Regions from separate parts of the Sus scrofa genome. Here region 2 is linked to region 1. The links are chromatin contacts, called in public Hi-C maps. All regions are on one chromosome and are shown on one strand. Each heading gives the region's core, a stretch centred on a gene start, on an enhancer-like site or on the middle of the called end of the contact. The rest is flanking DNA. Distances are from core to core; before and after follow the strand shown.

Evidence for each region. A called contact is a pair of places that touch in the nucleus more often than the background predicts.
Region 2: a contact with region 1 is called in a Hi-C map of liver, with 7 times the contacts expected there. The contact joins the promoter of MED19 here to the promoter of ZFP91 in region 1. A contact is called at or near these places in 3 of 5 promoter capture datasets (fetal liver, fetal skeletal muscle and liver), 2 of 47 Hi-C or Micro-C datasets (embryonic fibroblasts and liver) and 2 of 2 datasets of contacts at active chromatin or transcription factors (alveolar macrophages and skeletal muscle).

Annotation. Positions count from the first base shown.
Region 1 is chr2:12,527,807-12,535,428 of Sscrofa11.1, forward strand. ZFP91 (E3 ubiquitin-protein ligase ZFP91) reads right to left here and starts at 4,475. Exons shown (of 11, transcript XM_021083007.1): 1 at 3,309-4,475. The coding sequence starts at 3,670. It overlaps LPXN (leupaxin), which reads left to right and starts at 6,974. Exons shown (of 9, transcript XM_013994304.2): 1 at 6,974-7,129. The coding sequence starts at 7,117.
Region 2 is chr2:13,237,310-13,244,931 of Sscrofa11.1, forward strand. It overlaps MED19 (mediator of RNA polymerase II transcription subunit 19), which reads left to right and starts at 4,002. Exons shown (of 5, transcript XM_003122715.5): 1 at 4,002-4,398. The coding sequence starts at 4,131. It overlaps TMX2 (thioredoxin-related transmembrane protein 2), which reads right to left and starts at 3,961. Exons shown (of 8, transcript XM_005660896.3): 1 at 3,538-3,961. The coding sequence starts at 3,726.

The sequences.
Region 1 (7,622 bases), core at 3,225-5,724:
CAAGTAGAAGAGATGTTTTAGGAAAGTTTATAAAAACTATAACTATTAATTGTCATTTAACATAAAGCTCATAAATCATAAAATCATAAATTATCAGATTGATGAAGAAGCCATGTTTCAGGAACTGACTTGCCCACGGTCTCTTAGTAAGCAGTAGAAAAAGCTGAGATCTGAAACTGACTAAAGTCCAATGTTTTTTTCTGTTATTTTGCCTTACAATAGGAAAAGAGATTTTAATCAATCCAAATCTCTGTGTTTACTAACTTTTTAAGCTACTGTACACTTTGCTGTCTCTTCAAACAAGAGAAACATATGTAGGTTAAATAGCTAATTACTTGGAATTTATTGCGGGAAATGTTATTTGAAAAATAGAGTTGACTCATGGAAGGGTTCAGTAAATCAATACTCAAAACTTCATGAAATGTCTTGAAGGATTGTTTCTTTTTTTTTTTTTGTCTTTCTCTCTTTTTAGGGCCACATCCGCAGCATTAGGAGGTTCCCAGGCTAGGGGTCTAATTGGAGCTGTAGCTGCCGGCCTACGCCAGACCCACAGCAATGCCAGATCCAAGCTGCATCTGCGACCTACACCACAGCTCACAGCAACACTGGACCCTTAACCCACTGAGCGAGGCCAGGGACCAAACCTGCAACCTCGTGGTTCCTAGTCGGATTCATTTCCGCTGTACGACGACGGAAACTCCTAAGTTTCTTAATTAGTTTAAAAATGTATCATTCTGAAAACCTGTAAAACATGTACATGTTTGGCAAACCTCCACTGATCAATGCATCTTCCCTTTTTACTACAAAGTCCTTGAGGATGAAGTCCATGTCTCATTTTCCTTTAAACACTCTGGCTCAGCACAGCACCAGACCCTGTTACTCCTTAATCAAGGTTTACTGAGCTGAAATGCTTTAGGTGTCCTTTGATTCCCAGGACATCCAGTACATTGAAATTGGGTAACAGAAAAATTAAAACAGGAGTTCCTGTAGAGGTTCAGTGGTTAACAAACCCTACTAGTATCCGTGAGGACGTGGGTTCAATCTCTGGCCTTGCTCAGTGGGTAAGGATCTGATGTTGCTGCGAGCTATGGCGCAGGTCAAAGAGGCAGCTCGGATCCTGCGTGGCTGTGGCACAGGCCAGCAGCTACGGCTCTGATTTGACCCGTAGCCTGGGAACCTCCATATGCCACAGGTGCAGCCCTAATGAGAAAAAAATGAAAATTATTATAACAATCCAATCAAATCTGCATACTTTAAAATACTCAAGAGATGGTTCTGAGGCTAAGAGAAGGTAAAACATCACTACTATCTTGTATGATACTGGAGGAAAAAGAGGGTCGTTGAGAATTAAAACTTTTCTTTCCTCTCCACAAGGAATATTGTGGAGAAAAAACTGAAGGGGTTTAATTAAGTGAGCTTCATCCAAGTTCAACTGTTGTAACATTAATATTGTGAGAGTAAAAGAAAACTCATTATTACTTTTTTTTTGGCCAAGAATTAGAGAATATAATAAACCATGACAGCCAGTAAAACTACCTCTCTAGGTATAATTATCTTAAGAGATCATTTATATTATTGAAACTGGTGGATCAGTGGGAGGGAACTGTGGTAAAGGGATATGGATATATTTAACTTTCAAATGGGTAGATAAAAATGGAAGGGAATTTTAAAAACCATACTAAATTATTAACCTTCCTATGCCTCGTAATAGAAAAAAAATTAAAATCCAATTTGGCAGAATTTACATGAAAAACACCACTACACACAAGTTATACCTCTACCAAAGATACCACTGCTCAAAACAATAACTTTTAATAAATATTTACTATGTAGTGGGCTTTGTGTTAAGTGTTTCACATGCTGTACTTAATTCTCACAAACTCATAAGGACTAACTTTATCTCCTATATATATTAAAACTGAGGCACAGAATTTAAGAAACTTGTCCAAGGAATTTACATCCAAATAAGGCTAATGATATATACCTTTTCAAATTTGAGATTAAGAGCAGCTTAAAATTTTTGTGACGATGAAATTCATTTATAGCAATTAGAATCCTAATTGCAGCTGAATGATTTGTAAGTACAGATTGCTGCTGTCTACAGAAATGTAATTTATGCAATCCTCTAAATTATGTTAACTAACATTCAATAATTTGAAAGCATATCTAATACATAATACACACTGAATTTTATTTCTCTTCCTCAGAGTCTTCTAAGACAAGCATGCCAAGGTCACAGACTTCACTATTAATTTTGGAACAGGTATGTTTCAAGTTTTAAATCTACTGGGTCTGTATAAGCCAAATCTTGCCATGCTCTCTGGGAAAGTAGGGTGGTGAGGGGAGGATTTAAAACTGACTTCTGTCCCCATCTTCAACTTCCCCTGCTTTCACTAATTTTTTCACTTTAAAGTCAAAAATGTTTTCAGTAATGAATTCAATGGCTAATATGATTAATTTACAGATTTACAAACACCTGTCCTTCAGTATTTTTAACATAGAAACATTTTAACAACTTAAAATATTTATATTCCTAGTCATGTATTCTTGATTCCTCTATGATCTCTGGGCAATACATGAATTCCTTTCACACAATTCTAATTTTTAAGGACTAAGTTCCTATATTAAAACATACACAAAAACAAAAACATGCTGCTTGTCAAAAACTTAAAACTTATCTAATCTTGTTATACTTGTCAAAAAATTAAAGTTATATGAAAGATTCTATACTTAAAATTGAGAGATTCATGTTTTTACCCTACTCTTAAGTACCAGATTTTGGAAAGAGTGAAAACTGCTGCGAAAATTTAACAGAGTGAAAAAAACTACATAACGATACTAGTACAACTGGCCCTTGGGCTAATTAATGGGAAATGGGGAGGAGACAAAATTTTGAAGGCTAAGCTCTAAGAGCGTGCTGTAGATTTCCTAATGGAGAGGTGATGTAATACTGGAGAGCAGCCCTAAGAGGGAAAGGGATAGGCTGACAAAGGGAGCGCAGATGCCAGGGTGGGGAGAAGCCTGAGGCGGCAGGGAAGAGGTGGGTCACTAGGGAGCACAAGGAGTGTATCCCACAACGGAGATTTCAAGAAAAGAAGTGGCTGGACCGGCAGGCGGGGGGGCGGGGGAAGCCAGAGAGGTCCGATAAGACCGCCAGCTAACAAGGAAGCGGTGTGACATCTGGCAGGCGAGCCGACAGGGGGCAGAGCAAGCAGGATGTCACGTGGAGTGGTCGCTACGGGAGCCGAGAGGGTTGCGTGCGGATAGAGGGGGGTCTTTCCCACCGCCTGAAAGACTGCGTTACTCACAGGAGTCGCGGACTCTTCTTGCCCTGAGCTGGAGACGGGGGCTTCGCGGCCTGGGACTGCTGCCCTGGGGCGTCGGGAGGCCTGGCGCTGGGGCTGCTCCTCCGCCGGCGGGGATACTCGGCCTTCCTCCGGCGGGACACAGCGGCAGCGGCGGCGGCGGCGGCCGCCGCAGCGGCCCGGCCCCGGTCCCGACCTCCCCTCAGCACGCGGCTGGTAGTGGTCCCCGCAGGCGCCGCCACCGCCGCCTCCTCAGGGGGCTGTTGTTGGGGCTCCTCCGGAGCCGCCTTGGCCGCCGCCGCCGCCTCTCCCCCTTCCTGGTCCTGCTGCTCCGGGGGTCTCGGCTCTTCCGTCTCCCCCGGCATCGGGACTCGTCCGTCCCCCACCCCCTAATCCCAGGCGGCGGAGGCGGAGGCGGCGGCGGCCGCGACGCTGCTCCCCCCCGCCCCCCGGAGCGTTCGGCTCACTCACTGCGCTCCTCTTTTTCCCCCCCTCCCCTCCGCCCGTCTCCGAGGGCGCCCCCCCCGCCCCCTGCCACTCAAAGCCCGCTACTGCTGGCGGCGCGCGCGCGCCCGCCACAGGCGCACAGCGGGCCAATCGGAGAGGAGGAACAGCTCCTTCGCCCCGCCCCTCACAGTCTCTCGCGCAGCGGCGTACCGGGTTCCCGCCTCCACCCCTTTCTTCAGCCAATCAGGAAACGGCTCCGAGGGAACGCGCGAGGTTTCCTTCCCCGCGCACCCGTTCTCACCGTTAAACGGCTGCGTCTCGCGACAATCCCAAAGTGACCTTTTTTTTTCCCCACCTCCGAAGCTCAACGCGCGCGAGGGGCAGTGGGAGGGTCAGGTCTCGCGAGGAGATTAGTGGGAAGAAAACGCACCTCTTTCCCCTCCTGGCGCGCACCCTGAACTGGCTGCGCGCGCACCTGCCTCCCTAAGGAGCTGCTAATGCCGCAAGGGCTCTTTCTAGCTTTCTTCCTTAAGCCGCGGAAGTAGCCTCGGCGTTCTTCTTCCTCCACCCTGATCCCACTCTCCTGTCTGTGGCCTTTCTGTCCCCAGCGCCGCTAGGTCTTGCGGAGAGAAAGGGGAAATTTTTTTGAGCTGTCGCTTCTCCTTTAAGAAAAAAAGCCCCGTCGGCTGCCGGATGAAAGTCTCTGAAAAAATGGCGGCGGCAAAACAGAGGCGGGGTCGTGAGGGCAAGTAGGGCCCGCCTCTTAGCGCATGAGCATGGTTAACTTTTCCAAAGGCATCCTGGGAAACGAAGTTCGGCTTCTCCTACGCCTTAGGAAGAAAGCTAGGAAACCAGAGGCGGAGAGGCTTCTGGGAGTTTTTGACTGGTGCATGATGGGAAAGGTAGTTTACTCTTTCCGCAGTTAGAATTTGCTCTTCTGGGGAGGTTGTGTTTCCGGGTTAGGCCGCAAGGAGCCTGCGCAGGTCCGGGCACAACTGTTGATCCCGTTGCTGGTCGGGATTGCCTGGCAGGATTTTCCTTGCTTCTTTAACTTGGTGTTGGCGAATCATTTCTAGGGTGGCCACTTAATAGCCCTTACCTTTGTTTGGTTATATGGCACATCGTCTGAGACTGGCTAGCGTTCATATCTGCAATATCCGTCTTCTCCTGTGTCTGACCCACTAACCTGTGAGTGTCTCAAAGTCAAAGATTGATTGTGGTTCCATTGATTCATAGGGGGCTTAGCACAATCACCACCACTCATTTGATTTTTAATAAAAGTTTGTGGAAAGAATTGTAGAATTGTTTTTTTATTAGATGTCGCCGGGGACAAGGAACTGGCGTCAGTTGCTTAACCTGGCTGTGGTCCCTGGGCTGGAGAGAAGGATGAAGGGTTGTTTGCGTGACTCTGGTGACCCACCCAGAAAATTGAAGGCCTCCTTCACACCCCCCGCCCTGAAGCCGTGTGCTTCTGTGGTTTTTACTTGTTTTGTGTTGCACAGGAAGCGTGGTCAGAATAGCAGCTTTGTCAGAAATTACTTTTCTCTCCACCAACATGTGCAACTAAATTGCCCTAATGCATCAAAACGAAGTTTCCATTTGCTCATCTTCAAGTTGGATTTGGTGAGGGTAGTGAGCCTCTTGCGTTCCTTCCTTTCTGACTTTCATCTATTATAATCAAGAAGCGATCTGCAGGAACGATTCTTAACCATGGAAAATAAAACTCCGGAATTAAAAGTCTCCAAAGTAAATGAATAGAAACAAGATCTTGGGATCCAGTTTTAAGTGTCACATGAATCATTCAGTTAAACTGCAGTTGGAGTCCCACATTTGCAAGCCAAGGGCTGAGAACATTATTCCTTCCAGTGTTTTGGTTCAGTTACCACTTCAGATGGGCCAATGTTCATAGTCTTTGTGGAATGTTTCGCACTTTCATGGGGCTACTGGCATTTCAACTGTAAAAACTGTCATAGTGTAGATGGAAAATTTTCAAACCCCCATTTGCAGTGAGCATACTTTTAGAATGGCACTGACATCCAATGGCTGCTCAGAGTAATGCAGAGGTGGGATCTCCTTTATGTCAAAAAAAAAAAAAAAAAAAAAAAAAGTTTTGAGAGTCACAATGGAATGAAATGGAGAACAAATGATTCCTTTAGAGTAACCTAAATAGAGATCACTCTGTTGTAGAGGAAAGATTACAAACTTGGAAGATAAATCTATCTTATAGCAAGTTACAAAGCTACCTACTAATTCTGTTATCTTTAGCAAGTTACTATTATCTATTTCACCACTGGTAAAAATGAGGGTACTATCTATATCACAGAGCCATAGTTTTAGTTCTTTAAATACTGCCTTCTCATATTAGGCTTTTTTTAAATGTTTTATTCAAGGTGAATAAAATCACAGCAGTAAAAAAAAAGTGAAAGTTAATCTCAGTGTGACTTTTCAGAAAAACTGCTATAAGGCAGTAGGCAGGAATTGTGCTTAATTGAGATGTCTGCAGCTTAGAACCTGGTGTCTCAAATCTCCCAGTTTCATTCTTCACAACCCCTATAGTTTGCATTTTGAACCACTGAAATAAACCTGGCCGAGGGAATTAAAATGTAACCTGGTCCTGATAATCCTGTTCTGCCTTTAATGGGTTGACAGTCTATTTAGGAAAGCAGGTGAGCATAATTTCCAGATAAGTAAAGACAGCAAAATGAGGAGCTCCTGCTGTGGCTCAACAGGATGCATGTTCAATCCCCAGCCTCACACACTGGGTTAAAGATCCAGTGTTGTGGCAGCTATGACTGAGGTCATAACTGCGGCTGGGCTCTGATCCCTGGCCTGGGAACTCTATATCTGCTGAGCGACCAAAAAAAAAAAAAATGAATTGGGTGCTGGTTAACTCTGATGAGAATTTTATGAAGGAGAATTTTATGAAAAGCATGAACCCCAGCTTCACAGAAAAAGAAAAAAAAAAAAAAAGATTCTCTGATACACAGTCACACACTGGGAAAAAACACAAGTGCAAATCTGCTATTCCCATGAATTCAAGATGGATCCTGGCACATAGGAGTTTCTCAAAATTTTCAAAATTAGGTTTGAATCTTTATCACCCGAGCCAATGCACAATGAGAACTCAAACCCAACTACCCACCTTTTCTATGTCATTTTAAAAACTCTGACCTGCAAAAGGACAAGAGAGAAAGAAACCCACCAAATCAAGGGAGAGGAAGTGCTAGGCAAATAGAGGAACCAGAAAGGGTTATAGAGGCTGCTGCGTGCTGCCTCATTCAGTTCCTTTGTGGTCCTGTTCTTCAGCACTTGCCAAAGCAGTTCCTCACAACCTGTGGTACCAGGGCATCTTGGGTGTGAGACAATGGAAGAGTTGGGTGAGTGAGGAGCTTCTTGGAAGAGAAACTCTGGGGGAATGAATGCTTGGCTGCCATCTCCTCGTGTGGTGGGATAAGGAAGGGTAGTGTTGGAGGATTTTATTTTCACTTCTCTCCTGACTTCAGGCCAAGAGTGAAGCATGAGGGACTGTTATTTTGGGGAACTATGGGTTCACTGTTTTCAGAGGCACAGTAGACAGAGAATTTGGTGCTAACCACAGAATAAACTGCACAAATACTTTTGGACTGAATTTTGATTGAAATTGTTATTTTGTTATGAGAATTTTGCTCCTATGAGTTGCTAGAGATCCTAGAGTGGTCACAGAATTGGCAAACCTCAGAGATGTGATTTAGGGAAAAAACAGAAAGAAGGGGGGCAGTTAAAGTGTTATGAGGAGAAGAAATGGGATAGAAGTAGAAGAAGGAGGGATCCCCAAAGATTGGAGAAAGTGGTTTCCTTTGTTCCATGGTGCAGCGTTAAATCAAGAAGATG
Region 2 (7,622 bases), core at 2,752-5,251, 710 kb after region 1:
TCCCCCATTTGTCTAAAAACAGGACATAAACTTTCAAAAGGTGTCCTTCTAATCTTCTATACCAAGGACAAAATTAGTCAGTGGAGATAACTTTAGACCCTATCAGCCTGGAGGCAGCACCAGAGGAACCTAGATAACAAACTAGACTTTATCTACCTTCAATTTACCTTTCCACAGTTTTCTGTTCTTGGAAGCCTAAAACAGCTTTCCTTTGTCCCGTCATTTCTTCACAAATTTATTGTTCATAGTTGAAGATGACATATAAGCTGGAGTCCTAAACCACCTTTTTTGAGCTACTCATTTTTCCCTAGCTATCGCCCATGTATACAAGTTATACATGTTAATAAATTGGTTTTGTTCTGTTTTGTTGTCTTTTTGCCTTTTCTAGGGCCGCTCCCATGGCATATGGAGGTTCCCAGGCTAGGGGTCTAATCGGAGCTGTGGCCACCGGCCTACACCAGAGCCACAGCAACGCGGGATCTGAGACGCGTCTGCAACCTACACCACAGCTCACGGCAACGCCCGATCCTTAACCCACTGAGCAAGGCCAGGGATCGAACCTGCAACCTCATGGTTCCTAGTTGGATTCGTTAACCACTGAGCCACGATGGGAACTCCAATAAATTGTTTTTATTTATGTATTTATTCATTCATTCTGTGTCCACAGCATATGGAAGTTCCTGGGCCAGGTAGTGAACCCACACCACAGCAGCAACCCAAGCTACAGCAACGACAACACTACCAGGGAACTCCTTTCTGTTTGTATTTTTATTTTAATCGTCTTTGTTTTATTTATTTATTTATTTATTTTGGCTGTAGCTGTGGCATGTGGAAGTTCCCATGCCAGGGACTGAACCCAAAGCCATAGTTGCAACAACACCAGATCCTTAACCTGATGTACCACAAAGGAACTTCCTTTGTCTTTAACCTATTTTGCATTATCTGTCAAGAGCCCAGACGGATAAAGGGAAAATCATTTTCCATCCATGTGTGTGTGTGTGTGTGTGTGTGTCTGTGTGTCTGTGTGTCTGTGTGTCTGTGTATAAAATGTGTGTTGTATTAATATAAACCCCTATTACTAATAAAATACCTATTACTCAGCTTCAATGGTAGTATTTTGCCAATATGGTTCCATTTCATCTATGCCATCCATTTCTTTTGTTAGAGAAACATAAAGCAAATTACAGGACTTCCTGCTGGTGCACCATGGGACTGACAGTGTCTCTGCAGCACCAGGACTAGGGTTTGATCCCCAGCCCAAAACAATGGGTTAAAGGACTCTTTGTTGCCGCAGCTGCAGCATAGCTGTAACATCATAGAGGTGGTATGTACTCTCTACTAACTCACTGCAGATGACATATCAACCTTTCATCTGATGGCTTGAGATGATCATTGCCTAGATTTATTATTTCATTAGAGTGCTACATAATTTTTATTTTATTTTTAGGGCAGAACCTGCAGCATATGGAAGTTCTCAGACTAGGGGTCAAATAAGAGCCGCAGCTACCAGCCTGCACTACAGCCACAGCAACACTGGATCTGAGCTGCATCTGCCACCTACGCCACAGCTTGTGGCAACACCAGATCCTCAACCTACTGAGAGGTCAAGGATCAAACCTGCATCCTCACAAAACATTCTGTCAGGTTTCTAAACCACCAAGACACAACAGGAACTCCAGAGTGCTACATAATCTTTAAATGCTATCACTCTTTCTGTATTACTTCAAATTCTTCTAGTAGGAAATTAACATTCCCTTATCAACTATTTATTACTCTGACAGTGTATAGAGGAAAAGCAAAGTGCTTGATTATTTCTTTTATTTAATAAAATAGAAATGAACTTTTATTCTGTTTAGCCACTGAAATTTTTTTTTTTCCTTTTTTTTTTTTCAGTGCTGCAGCCTCAGGATGTGGAAGTTCCTAGACTTGGGGTCGAGTTGGAGCTACAGCTACTGGCCTACATCACAGTCACAGCAACGTAGGATCTGAGCCACATCTGTGACCTACAACACAGCTCATGGCAATGCTGGATCCCCGACCCACTGAACAAGACCAGGGATTGAACCTGAATCTTCATGGATACTAGTTGGATTGCTTCCATTGCTCCACAACAGGAACTCCCTCTTTTTTTCTTTTTCTTCCACCCACAGCATATGGAAGTTCCTGGACCAGGGATCGAACCCGTACTTCCAAGGAACTGCAGTTGGATTCTCAACCCACCGCACCATGGTGGGAACTCCAAGCCACTGAAATTTTGAGGTTTACCTGTTATTGCTAAGATTATTTACCTTAATATTCTAACTTCCAAATCACCAAGGAAATAGTAAAAGATTTTTTCCAGGAAAACAAACACTAGCTATAAACTCTAAATAGTTAAAGGTCCCTACTTAATAGGTTCTTTTGGAGTTCCTGTCATGGCACAGTGGAAACGAATCTGACTAGTACCCATGAGGATCCGGGTTCAATCCCTGGCCTCGCTCAGTGGGTCAGGGATCTGCCATTGCCTTGAGCTGTGGTGTAGATCTGAGACAGAGCTTGGATCCCACGTTGCTATGGCTGTGGCATAGGCTGTAGCTCTGATCTGACCCTAGCCTGGGAACCTCCATACCCCGCAGGTTCGCCCCCCTGCCCCCCAAATGGATCTTTTGAAGCACCACAGCTATACATGAGCTACTTAATAACACTGGGAAAGAACGGCGGAAGTACGAAAAAGTAAACAAGGGAAGGAGAATAAAAGTAAGGAAGTAAGTTCTGTCAAAAGTCAAGACTCATTCTGGGACCTGGAAAAAAAAAAAGACAAAAACTCAGGAAGGCCCTCCTTCCTCGTAACACAGATTCAGCTATACAGAAGGGGGCACAGAACTTCATCTTATTTTTCTGAGTGGTCCTTCCACTTCTACTTAGGAAGTACTGCAAGAGAGTTCAGATTGATTTCTTTACAATGAATTTTTTTTACAATTCCATTTCAATAGGCCTAAAACTTTATTCATTTTTACATTCTCAGGATGCAGCACAGTGCCTAGCATACAGTCCTCCCTCTGCAGTTGTTAACTGAATTAAAATGACTGATGGTGCTGCTGCTTTGGCCAGAAGAGTGGTTTCAAGTCCCAGCCACTCACTAGTTGTGTGACCTTGGACAAGTCTCCTAACTACGCCGAGATCAATTTCTTCATCAGTGAAACGAGATTACTACTACTTGCCTTGTTTACCTCACTGATTCCTCAAGAGGCTTTACATAACGAGAGCAGCACTGTAAAACAGTGCAGATGCCTCGTTTGGGTAGGTACGAATTGTGAGACGGAAAGGACCTTGGACTCAGGAGTCAGAAGACCCCGGCAGGCTAACTCGCTGTATTCCCATCTTAAACGTGAAGAGGTTTACACTCGACGACCGCCCAGGCTCTAGATTCTTAATAGCTTAAGTCCGCTACAGGTTGGGAACCTCAGGTGTTCTCAAACAGGTGAACCTCGCATCTCGTAGATGCAACCTAGGACAGGGTGTCAAGGTCGCGGGGTCCTAAGGCGGGGGGTCGCTCACCCAGTCAAAGTCACACGGGTTGCCGTCTTCGCGTTGCGTGGGGAGATTGTAGCAGACAGGGGGCAGCTTCCTCACGAGTAGGAAGGCAGCAGAGAGGAGGGCTGACAGAAGGTAGTAAGGTCGGGCCAGCCATCGTGATAGTCGAGGTATCGAATAAATAAGAGCAATTAAAGGCGCGAGAACCGCCATCTTCCCGGCTCTAGCGGCGCCAGCCGCTCCACGGAGTCCGTGAGCCTGGTCCCGCCTCTCCCATCATTGTGCTTCCATTGGGCCTAGTCTCGGATGCACCGCCTCTAGATCCGGAAGCAGATCTCTGACTGGCTTCTGCGTCAGGTTAAAAATGGAGAAAGGGCTTTGATATTTTATTGGCTAATCTAGCTGTCTTTTTTTCCACCTAAATCGTTTTATTGGACATATGCGACTGCGGCAAGTAGGAGATACAGGAGAATTTAAATAAAGTTAAATAGTACTTCCGGAACGTTCTCAGAAGGCGACGGAAGTAGTTGCAGGAAGAAGGTAGGAAGGGCCCGAGGCAACCCAATGGTGAGAGGCTCCTGAAAGAGGAGGGCGGTACTCTGTGAAAAGATTGACCAATGAACGTCACCAACGCCAGACACCGAGACAGCGCCGGGGCGGAGGAGGCGATGGAGAATTTCACGGCGCTGTTCGGAGCTCAGGCTGACCCACCACCGCCCCCGACCGCACTTGGCTTCGGACCTGGAAAACCTCCACCCCCACCGCCTCCTCCTCCGGGCGGGGGGCCGGGCCCCGCCCCGCCCTCTACCGCGGCCACAGCCGCTCCCGGCTCCGACAAGTCAGCGGCCGGTTGTGGCCCCTTCTACCTAATGCGGGAACTGCCGGGTGAGTACAAGGCCTGGTCAAAGCCAGCCAATCAGATCATAGCGAGGAGAGGCGGGGCGTGGCTCTCAGCCTTCCGACTGGGGTGAGGGGTAACCTAGGCAACGCGTGGCGCGATTTCGGAACACTATACTAGAAGAGGTTCTGAGGATTCACAACCGAAAGAATGATTGGAATTGGGATGGATTAGGGGTGGGAAGAGAGTGGATCTCCCTGACCACCTTTCACGCCCGATCCTGCCCCTGACGCTGGTTTTTGACTCCCTAAAGATTATCCTAGCTTTGAGTTTGGTATTTGAGGGTCCTGATTTAACATCCCTGCGGACCCAGTTCCAGATCTGCTTCAAACTTCCTGTTGGTTTGGGACATGTTGTCTTTCTTCCTCTGGGCCTCGGGGTTTCAAAATGTGTTCGAAGAAGTGATTAGAATTAAACCAGGTTCTTTCATTCAAAAAATTATTTTGTTGCGCACCCACTCTGTGTACCAAGCACTCTTCCAATTGCTGAAGATACAGCTGTGAACAAAACTGACAAGATCCTTGCCTGTTTGGGAGTTTACCTGCCAGTGGAGGAGTCAAAGAGTGATAAACAGATATCTGCGGATAAACAGATAGTATCAGATAGTGGTTATGGCTACAAGGGGGAAATGTGATAAAGAATTGAGGGGGCAGAACTGCTTTAGCTAGAGTGATCAGGAGAGCCCTTTCTGAGTAGATAACATTAGAGCTAAAATATAAGCACAAAGGAAGAGCTAGCCATTTATGAGTGGGAGGAGAGAGAACTCTAGATACAAAAAATGAGATTAGAAGGCCCAATGTGAGAATAACCTTGAATATTTGAGGGACAGAAAACCACTTGCACTCCGGGGAAGTGAACAGGGAAAGAGCGATAGGAGATGAAGGTGGGAGAGTAGGCAGAGGCCTCTATAAGACATTTTAAGTTCAGGGGGAACCATTTTGACACAAGAGTCTGAAGTGATCTAACTTCTAACTTATTTGCTTATTTTCAATCATTCGAGCAGCTCTATTAAGGAAGCAAAGTGGGGGAGTTCCCGTCATAGCACAGCAGAAATGAATCCGACTAGGAAGCATGAGGTTGTGGGTTTGATCCCTAGCCTCACTCAGTGGGTTAAGGATCCAGTGTTGTCCTGTGCTGTGGTGTAGGTTGCAGACGCAGCACAGCTCTAGCATTGCTGTGGCTCTGGTGTAGGCCGGCACCTGTAGCTCTGATTTGACCCTTAGCCTGGGAACCTCCATATGCCTTGGGTGCTGCCCTTAAAAAAAAAGAAGAAAAGTGGGAAAATTGGTCAGAAGTTACAGCTTAGTAGTTCAGGAAAGAGATGATAGTTTGAACTAGGAAATAGCAGTAGAGGAGAGAAGTAAATGGATGCCAAATAAATGTTAGAGGTAGAACTGACAGGAATGCAGGATTGAAAATAGAATTGAAGGACAGAGGAATTGAGGGCAGTTTGGAAATGTTTGGCTTGAATAATTAGGTGGATGGTAGTGCTAAGATCAGGAAAGGACAGGTTTGAGGAGATGGATATCAAGTCATTTTGGACATGTTAAGTCTCCAGGATGACATTTAGTTCATCCCAAGTCCTACTGCTACATCAAGAGCTGAAGGAGGGGAGTTCCTGTCACGGCTCAGAGGAAACGAATCTGACTGGTATCCATGAGGACACAGGTTCGATCCCTGGCCTTGCTCAATGGGTTAAGGATCCGGCGTTGCTGTGGCTGTGATTGTAGGCCAGTGGCTACAGCTCCCATTCAACCCCTAGCCTAGGAACTTACATATGCCACAAATGCAGCCCTAAGAGAGTAAAGATTTAAAAAAAAAAAAAAAAAGAGCTGAAGAAGGAGTTCCTACTGTGGCCTAGCCAGTTAAGGATCTGGCATTGCCACAGCTGTAGCAATAGGTTGCAGCTTCGGCTTGGATTCGATTCCTGGCCTTAGAACTTCCTTGTACCATGGGTATGGCCCAAAAATATCTGAGGGAAATGATTTGTTACAGACCTTGAAATTCACAGTGCAGTTAGATATGTTTTAGTGTTTAATACTTACAATAGCCCCTTGAAATAGGCATTGTTATCTGCTTTTTAAAGCTGAAAAACTAAAGCATAGAGAGGTTGACTTGACTTTAGTTAGTGATTGATGTCTACCAGCAGTTTATTTAACCTTAACTTATTTTGATTGTACCTATTTACATTAATCACTTGAATATCTGTTCTGGGCAAATCCTGGGTATAAAGGAGACATATGATGAGAAGAGGAGAGAGATGAGTAAGCCTGGTCCTTGTATTTTTTTTTTTTTTTTTTTTTGTCTTTTTTTGCTATTTCTTGGGCGGCTCCCACAGCATATGGAGGTTCCCAGGCCAGGAGTCCAATCGGAGCTGTAGCCAGAGCCACAGCAACGCAGGATCCGAGCCGCATCTGCAACCTACACCACAGCTCACGGCAATGCCAGATCGTTAACCCACTGAGCAAGGGCAGGGACCGAACCCGCAACCTCATGGTTCCTAGTCGGATTCGTTAACCACTGCGCCACTACGGGAACTCCTGGTCCTTGTTTTTGAGCAAATAATTTTACCTAAGACTTCAAAGTGTATGGTTTAAGAATAAAGTAGTGATTATTCTTTCTTTCTTTCTTTCTTTCTTTTTTTTTTTGTCTTTTGTCCTTTTAGGGCTGCATCGGAGGCATGTGGAGGTTCCCAGGCTAGGGCTCTAATCAGACCTGTTGCTGCTGGCCTAGGCCAGAGCCACAGCAATGCCATATCTGAGCCACATCTTCGACCTACACTACAGCTCATGGCAGTGCCGGATCCTTAACCCACTGAGCAAGGCCAAGGATCAAACCCTCAACCTCGTGGTTCCTAGTCAGATTTGTTTCCGCTGCACCATGACGGGAACTCTGTGATTATTACTTCTTGTCAGAGCCAATGTCATTATTTTCTGGTCATGCCTCACAAACTACTAAGAACCACATGACTACATGATGGTTTTCAAAATGTGTTCCGTCTTATTCAAAATGACAGCAAGAATAAGCTGTCACTTTAGCTGGACTTTGAAGACTTCAGATTGTTTAAGAAAATTAAGAATTTTCCTAGAATTAGGTCAATCTTCCTAAAAGAAATTTTCTAAAAGGAAACAATATGAGGGGTGTTTTGTTTTGTTTAGTTTTGCTTCAGGAGATGATGGATACCCATTTCAGTGGATCAGAAATTTTGCAT